2 separate regions of the Mus musculus genome follow, and region 1 is linked to region 2. Evidence: chromatin contacts called from public Hi-C data. All regions are on one chromosome and are shown on one strand. Each heading gives the region's core, a stretch centred on a gene start, on an enhancer-like site or on the middle of the called end of the contact. The rest is flanking DNA. Distances are from core to core; before and after follow the strand shown.

Evidence for each region. A called contact is a pair of places that touch in the nucleus more often than the background predicts.
Region 1: a contact with region 2 is called in a Hi-C map of cerebral cortex, with 4 times the contacts expected there. The contact joins the enhancer-like site here to the promoter of Trpm3 in region 2. A contact is called at or near these places in 8 of 484 Hi-C or Micro-C datasets (the G1E-ER4 cell line, the HPC-7 cell line, brain and 4 more), 1 of 115 datasets of contacts at active chromatin or transcription factors (embryonic forebrain) and 2 of 9 other capture datasets (adipose tissue and pancreatic islet).

The regions. Positions count from the first base shown.
Region 1 is chr19:22,352,832-22,355,531 of GRCm38.p6, forward strand. It overlaps a transcript of Trpm3 not described here. Among named protein-coding and RNA genes, the nearest start is that of Trpm3, 94 kb to the right of the region's middle. Within about 2 kb of position 1,385, at least 13 of the 459 cell types and tissues checked have an H3K27ac peak or open chromatin away from gene starts, as enhancers often do. A contact at or near this core is called in brain, cerebral cortex and forebrain, where this site is marked.
Region 2 is chr19:22,446,754-22,449,500 of GRCm38.p6, forward strand. Trpm3 (transient receptor potential cation channel, subfamily M, member 3) reads left to right here and starts at 1,455. Exons shown (of 26, transcript NM_001362491.1): 1 at 1,455-1,706. The coding sequence starts at 1,530. Gm27151 (predicted gene 27151) reads right to left here and starts at 1,829. Exons shown (of 3, transcript NR_168265.1): 1 at 1,225-1,829.

The DNA of each region.
Region 1 (2,700 bases), core at 135-2,634, 94 kb before region 2:
ACACTGTGACATTATGGTATGTGCTGCAAAAAACAAGTAATGGGTCTCATAATATAATTTAGGACTCAAGCACTAGCTTAGACTGTACCATGACAAACCACAGGGACGGTACAAAGAAGAAGTGGGCAGAGGGGGGAGGTCCTGATAGAATGATGGACAGGAAGGTCTTTGATGCGAGGTGATTTTTAAGAGAGTCAGAGTCATCTTGCAGTAGTACCTCAAACTATCTACAAAGAAAAGGGCCAGGGCCAGGGTCTTGCATGATGACCAGACTGTGACATTAAGGACAAAGATGTAGGCTGGAGTGGAGTGGGGATCAGGCAGCGTGGAATTACATTGGGCTTCACACAAGGGGCAAGATCACATACAGAAAAACATAGTTTGTGCTGAAACCTTATGCTTGCTATCATCTATCTATCTATCTATCTATCTATCTATCTATCTATCTATCTATCTATCTATCTATAGCTATATATAGATAGCTTTGAGGCAGTTGCTTATTTACTATTAGGGTTTGTTTGTTTTATTTTAGTTAGTTTGATTTTTTTGGGTGGGGGCAAGGTCTCATGTAGCTCAGGCTGGCTTCAAAATCCTTTTGTAGCCAAGGCTAGCCTTGGACCAGTCTTTCTGCCTCCACTTCCCAAGTGCCAGGATTACAACTATGCACTATTATGGCCAATTAGATGAGTATTTATGGAAAAATGTGGGGTATCTAAATAGGAGCCTGAATATTTGGTTTTACAGATCTCAGGATGGAAGACGCGTACTGTGAGGGAAAGTAGACTGCTATGCCTTGAAGTGTGCGTCCTTAAAACTCACACATTGAACACATTGCTTTTAGCATCCTGGAATGTGTCTATATAGGAGATGAAGTCTTACAAGAACAAAGCTAAAATGACATTAAGAGAAGCCCTAGTGTGTCAGGTTTTCTCATCGGGAGGAGGTTAAGACTCGGACAGGAATACAAGAACGACCTGGTGAAGGCAGGAAGAAAAGAAACACAGCAAGCAAAAGAGAGGCTGCAGAAGAAACTAACATTGCCAGCGCTTCATCTTGAATTTGTAGAGTTCAGAACCATGAAATCCTCGTGGGGTGGGGGTAAGGTCCGGGTCCTGTTGTCTAAGCGCTAAGCCTCCCCTGCCCCATTTTAGTGCTTTGTTCTAGCAGTCAGGGAAGAATATATGTGGGTATTTAGAATCTTCCAGTGTAGTATGCAGCACTAGCCTGACAGCTTTAGCAGTGGTTTGTGCATCTTGTTGCACCCCCACCCCACCACCCGCCGCTCTTATATGGCTCCCTCACACGCTGAATTGTATTCCTCTCTGTAACTGATTGGAAATGAGGTGACTGCCAAGGCTGAGTCACGTAAAACACTGTGGCATTGCCTTGTTTTGTCATGGCTCACTGCCTCTGAAGAAAGCCAGCTGCCCCACTGTAAGGACATTGTAGCCTCATATAGAGGTTCGAATGTTATAAAGAACGCAGACCGTGTCAGGTGGGCACGCTCATGAGCAACCTCTAAGTGCCCCAGCTCCGCAGGACCCTGGATCCATCCTCAGTACACACCTTGAGTGACACCCCGCCCAGTCATGCTGCCTAGTCTTCCTGACCTGTAGTAGGGATTGTGCGATAATAAGTATATATTGTAGCCGTAAACCACTCAGTCTGAGCTGGGGGCAGTTGGTGCCGTAGCAACCGATTAGTAATATAAAAAATTAAAGAGAAAAGGACAGCGGCAATGCAGCTACCTTCTTTCTGGTGAATCTAAAAGTGGGTCAGCGGGATTTCATTCAGCCCGAATTAAAGAAAAAGACGTTCGCTCCGCTGCAGAGAAATCTGCAGCCTGGGGTGATATTTTTAAAGGCCCAGCTAAATTTTTGTCTTTTAGAGTTTTTGAAACTTTGGCATTTTTCCCAAACTCTGTAAGAATTTCTGATGGTAACAACAACACCTACGATTCATTTAACAAAGATTTAAAGCACATTTTTTTCACATCGACTTCTGTGTTCAATTTAATTTGGAAGACTGCAGTTCTCTAGAGTTCCCTGGAATTTGTATAACTTTCTAAATTGATCAAAGCTCTTCCCTGTGGAAGGATGGATGCAAGTTTTTTTTTTTTTGATGTAGATGACACCTTTGAAAATTAAAACCTGAGTCCTTCCCACCCTAGTATGCCTTTTAATTTTGCATCAACTACCTATACCAAGAACTGAGTGGCTGACAGTATCTACATATATTTAAAACCACTGTTTCCTAGAAAATGAATATTTGATATTGAAACTTTAATTGTCAAATTGTATCCAGAGAGAAAAAGTGTGCTTTGGGCTATAAGTGAAGTTCATTTACAAAATGAACAGTGAAATTCAGTCTTTGGCAAAACATGGCCATTCTCCTGAATCTTAGTGGAAGGTCAGGAGGGACGGGGAAAGCTAGCCAACTGTCAGCAAGTTGCAGTCAGGGTAACAGACCCTGGTCTTCTGCTGCACAGAGGGTGACTGTAGGTGGAAATGGATAGATTAGACATTTCAAAAATCTGAAGAGGTTTTGTAGGTTTTACCATAAAAATCACAAATATTTAAAGCAATATTTAAAGTTTAACCTGATTTAGATATTGTGACATGTGTTCACACATCAAAATAATACACAATAATACCCCACCCATATATAGACCTTCATGGTTTATATGTCAGTTGAAACTAA
Region 2 (2,747 bases), core at 205-2,704:
TTTAATAGAGACTAATCCGATGCAGGATTTTTTTTTTTTTTTTTTAATGTTCAAGTCAGTGGTTCTGCAGTACTCAGCATCTCTGACTCTGGAGCACTTTAGGAAATGGCGCAGTGATGCAGGTGTCAGGTATTGTTACATTCTTTGTTCTTGATCCTAAAAGGCAGGCTTATAGCACATCTGCTCTAACCCCTCTGGATTTTATCCCAGAATACACAGTAGTCTCAGGAGTGGAAAGGGGAGGGGTCTGTTACCCATTTCTTCTAGTTAATTAAAAATGAAAAATCTCTACAGTCACTGGAAAGGAAATAAGGTGGAAATTTTAAGTACCCCAGAAACACTTGAAGGGCAAGGGTGTGGGGAGTCTCCTGGGCAGAGTCTTTTGTCAGTGATACTACTAAACTTTAATGTCTGGGGAGAGTGGGTAGTTCAAATAAGAGGTGTGAAAGGGCCACCCCCAGCCCTAACCCAGCCCTCCTGAGCTTCCCTGCTTTAAGTGAAACTGGCCAAATTCTGCCTTTAAATGGAAAAGTTCCCTCATGTTCCCTTTCACCATGGGAGCTTTAAAAACTGTTGGCTCCAATGGAGCCACACTTTTGTAAAGCCTCCTTCAAAAATTATTGAGAAGAGGGGGACACTCAAGGAAACCATTTTTTGTGGACAGTACCCTGTAGGGCACTTTAAGGGTTAAAGTTTGTTGCAGAGAAGGTCTATCTTGTGGGAATATCCCCCAATATAGAAACAACTATTGTTGAAAGGGTAAGCCACAAACGTCTTCTTTTGCACAGCTTTCTGTGACAGGAGTAACTCCTTGTTCCCTGTGTGTGTATGTGCGAGTTTGACTAAGCCTCTGACCATCTATCATCTACATGGGGCTTGCTTGTATCAATCAGGGTGCAGACTGTCAATCATAGTTAATAAAAGACTTCAGAACACAGCAGGGATCTCCTTTTACTATAGATCCATTCTACGATAGCTCTCAATTTATTATGTCACACAAATCAAAAAGGAAGCATTTATCTTATCATTCAGAGGCATCCCTTCTCCCTCCCGGTGTCCTAGCCCCTCCCCCTGCGCCAGTTTCCAGCCCCTCAAAGATGCTTTGTGCAAAAAAGTATAAGTTCTCCTTCTGGGTTCATTTTTGTTCCTTTTTGCTCTCCTCCTGGCTCCCCCCCAAAACAAGAGAGCAAAGCAAATGGCCCGGGTTCCCCCCCAACGCCTGACCTGTGTTTGCAGAAGGAGAGCAGGAGAGGGAGCGCGCATTCTGGAGCAGGCTCCTCTGACTCCGACCACAGGCTGTTTTGTGCAGGCTGTCCCTCTCCTTCGAAATCAAGCATCCCCCTCCCCGAAGCAGCAGGCAGCGTGCCTCCATTCGGCCACATTTGGTATGCATGAGCACGGCTGCAGGAAGAGGGGAGGTGGCTTTCTTAAGAAGGTTCAGGGGCTCAGGAAACGCCACTTGACTAGACTCCCAAGTTCCAGGAAGCCTCTGCCCTAATGGAATTTGCAGGTGTGGAGATGACCATGGGATGCCAGGGCCGTGGGGGACCGTTTATTTTCTAGGCACTGCCCAGATTTGCAGTTTCTTGTCTTCCCGGTGGAATTTGGAAGGGGTCATGAATCAGACTGATGCTTCTCGACCCCTAAATTGGACCATCCGGAAGCTATGCCACGCAGCCTTTCTCCCATCTGTCAGACTTCTCAAGGTACTGTAACTTGCTGCTTTGAATGGCTCTTACTCTGCTTTTCAGGTTGAAACGCCCAACTTCGCACTTGGGCTGGGACGCCAGTTCTGGGGCGTGAGAATGCATGCAGTTCTGGCTTGTATTACCCATGGCTAGAGAGAGTTCCCAACACCCCTACCCCACCCCCACCCCCACGCAGCCTGGAGGATAGCCTGAGCCACACTAGGGAATTAGATACGGTCTCAGGGATGGGGCTACCTGTGCGCATCCCCACCTTTCTTAACCATTAGTCCGCCAAACAATGGATTCTCTTATTTGGAAGGATGAGAATAATAGTGGGCATGAAATCGCTTCCTCTTCTGCATTTGGCTCCAGAGCTCATTTTCTTTCCCTGGGGAAGCCCTTCGACCCACTTTCCCTTAAATGGAACCTGAGAGAACAAAGGATTCTCCTCCTTATTTTAAAAGCTCCCTGGCTAGGTGGTCAGTCAGGTAGAGACAAAGGAAGAATGGACCTTATCCCATAGTGACTTTTTAAAGGCACGGTCATTTCTATCTCTTGGTCACTGGACTGGAGTCAGTGTGGAAAAGTATTGTTTCGCATCCGTGGAAGGAAGCCGTATCTAGCTCTGAGTTACACAAAAGATTCCTACTACACCTGAGCTGCAGTTGCTAGTTGTGTCCACAGTGCTCCTGTTTCTGGAAGCAAATGTATTAAAGATGCTGAAAAAGTCCTCACAACTCCTTGGGAATCTACCTTCATCCTCTGCCTGACAGGGAAGGACACAAAGTGTGAAGGCGTGGAGGAGAAATATTGCTTAGAAAAGAAAAACGTGCTAACCTTTGGGGGTGGGGGTGGGAGAGCATAACGGAATGTTCCACATTAAAGTTTGCCAGGCAAGACAAGTCCTTAATTCTCCTTTTCCTATTATATATGATCTTCTGATTTAATTACTAGTGACCATAGAGGGAACTGGCTGCAACAGAGGAATGATGGATTAGCCCTGAATAAATCACTCCTTTTTTTTTGGGGGGGGGGGGGGAGGTGGTATTCTGGTTAGGT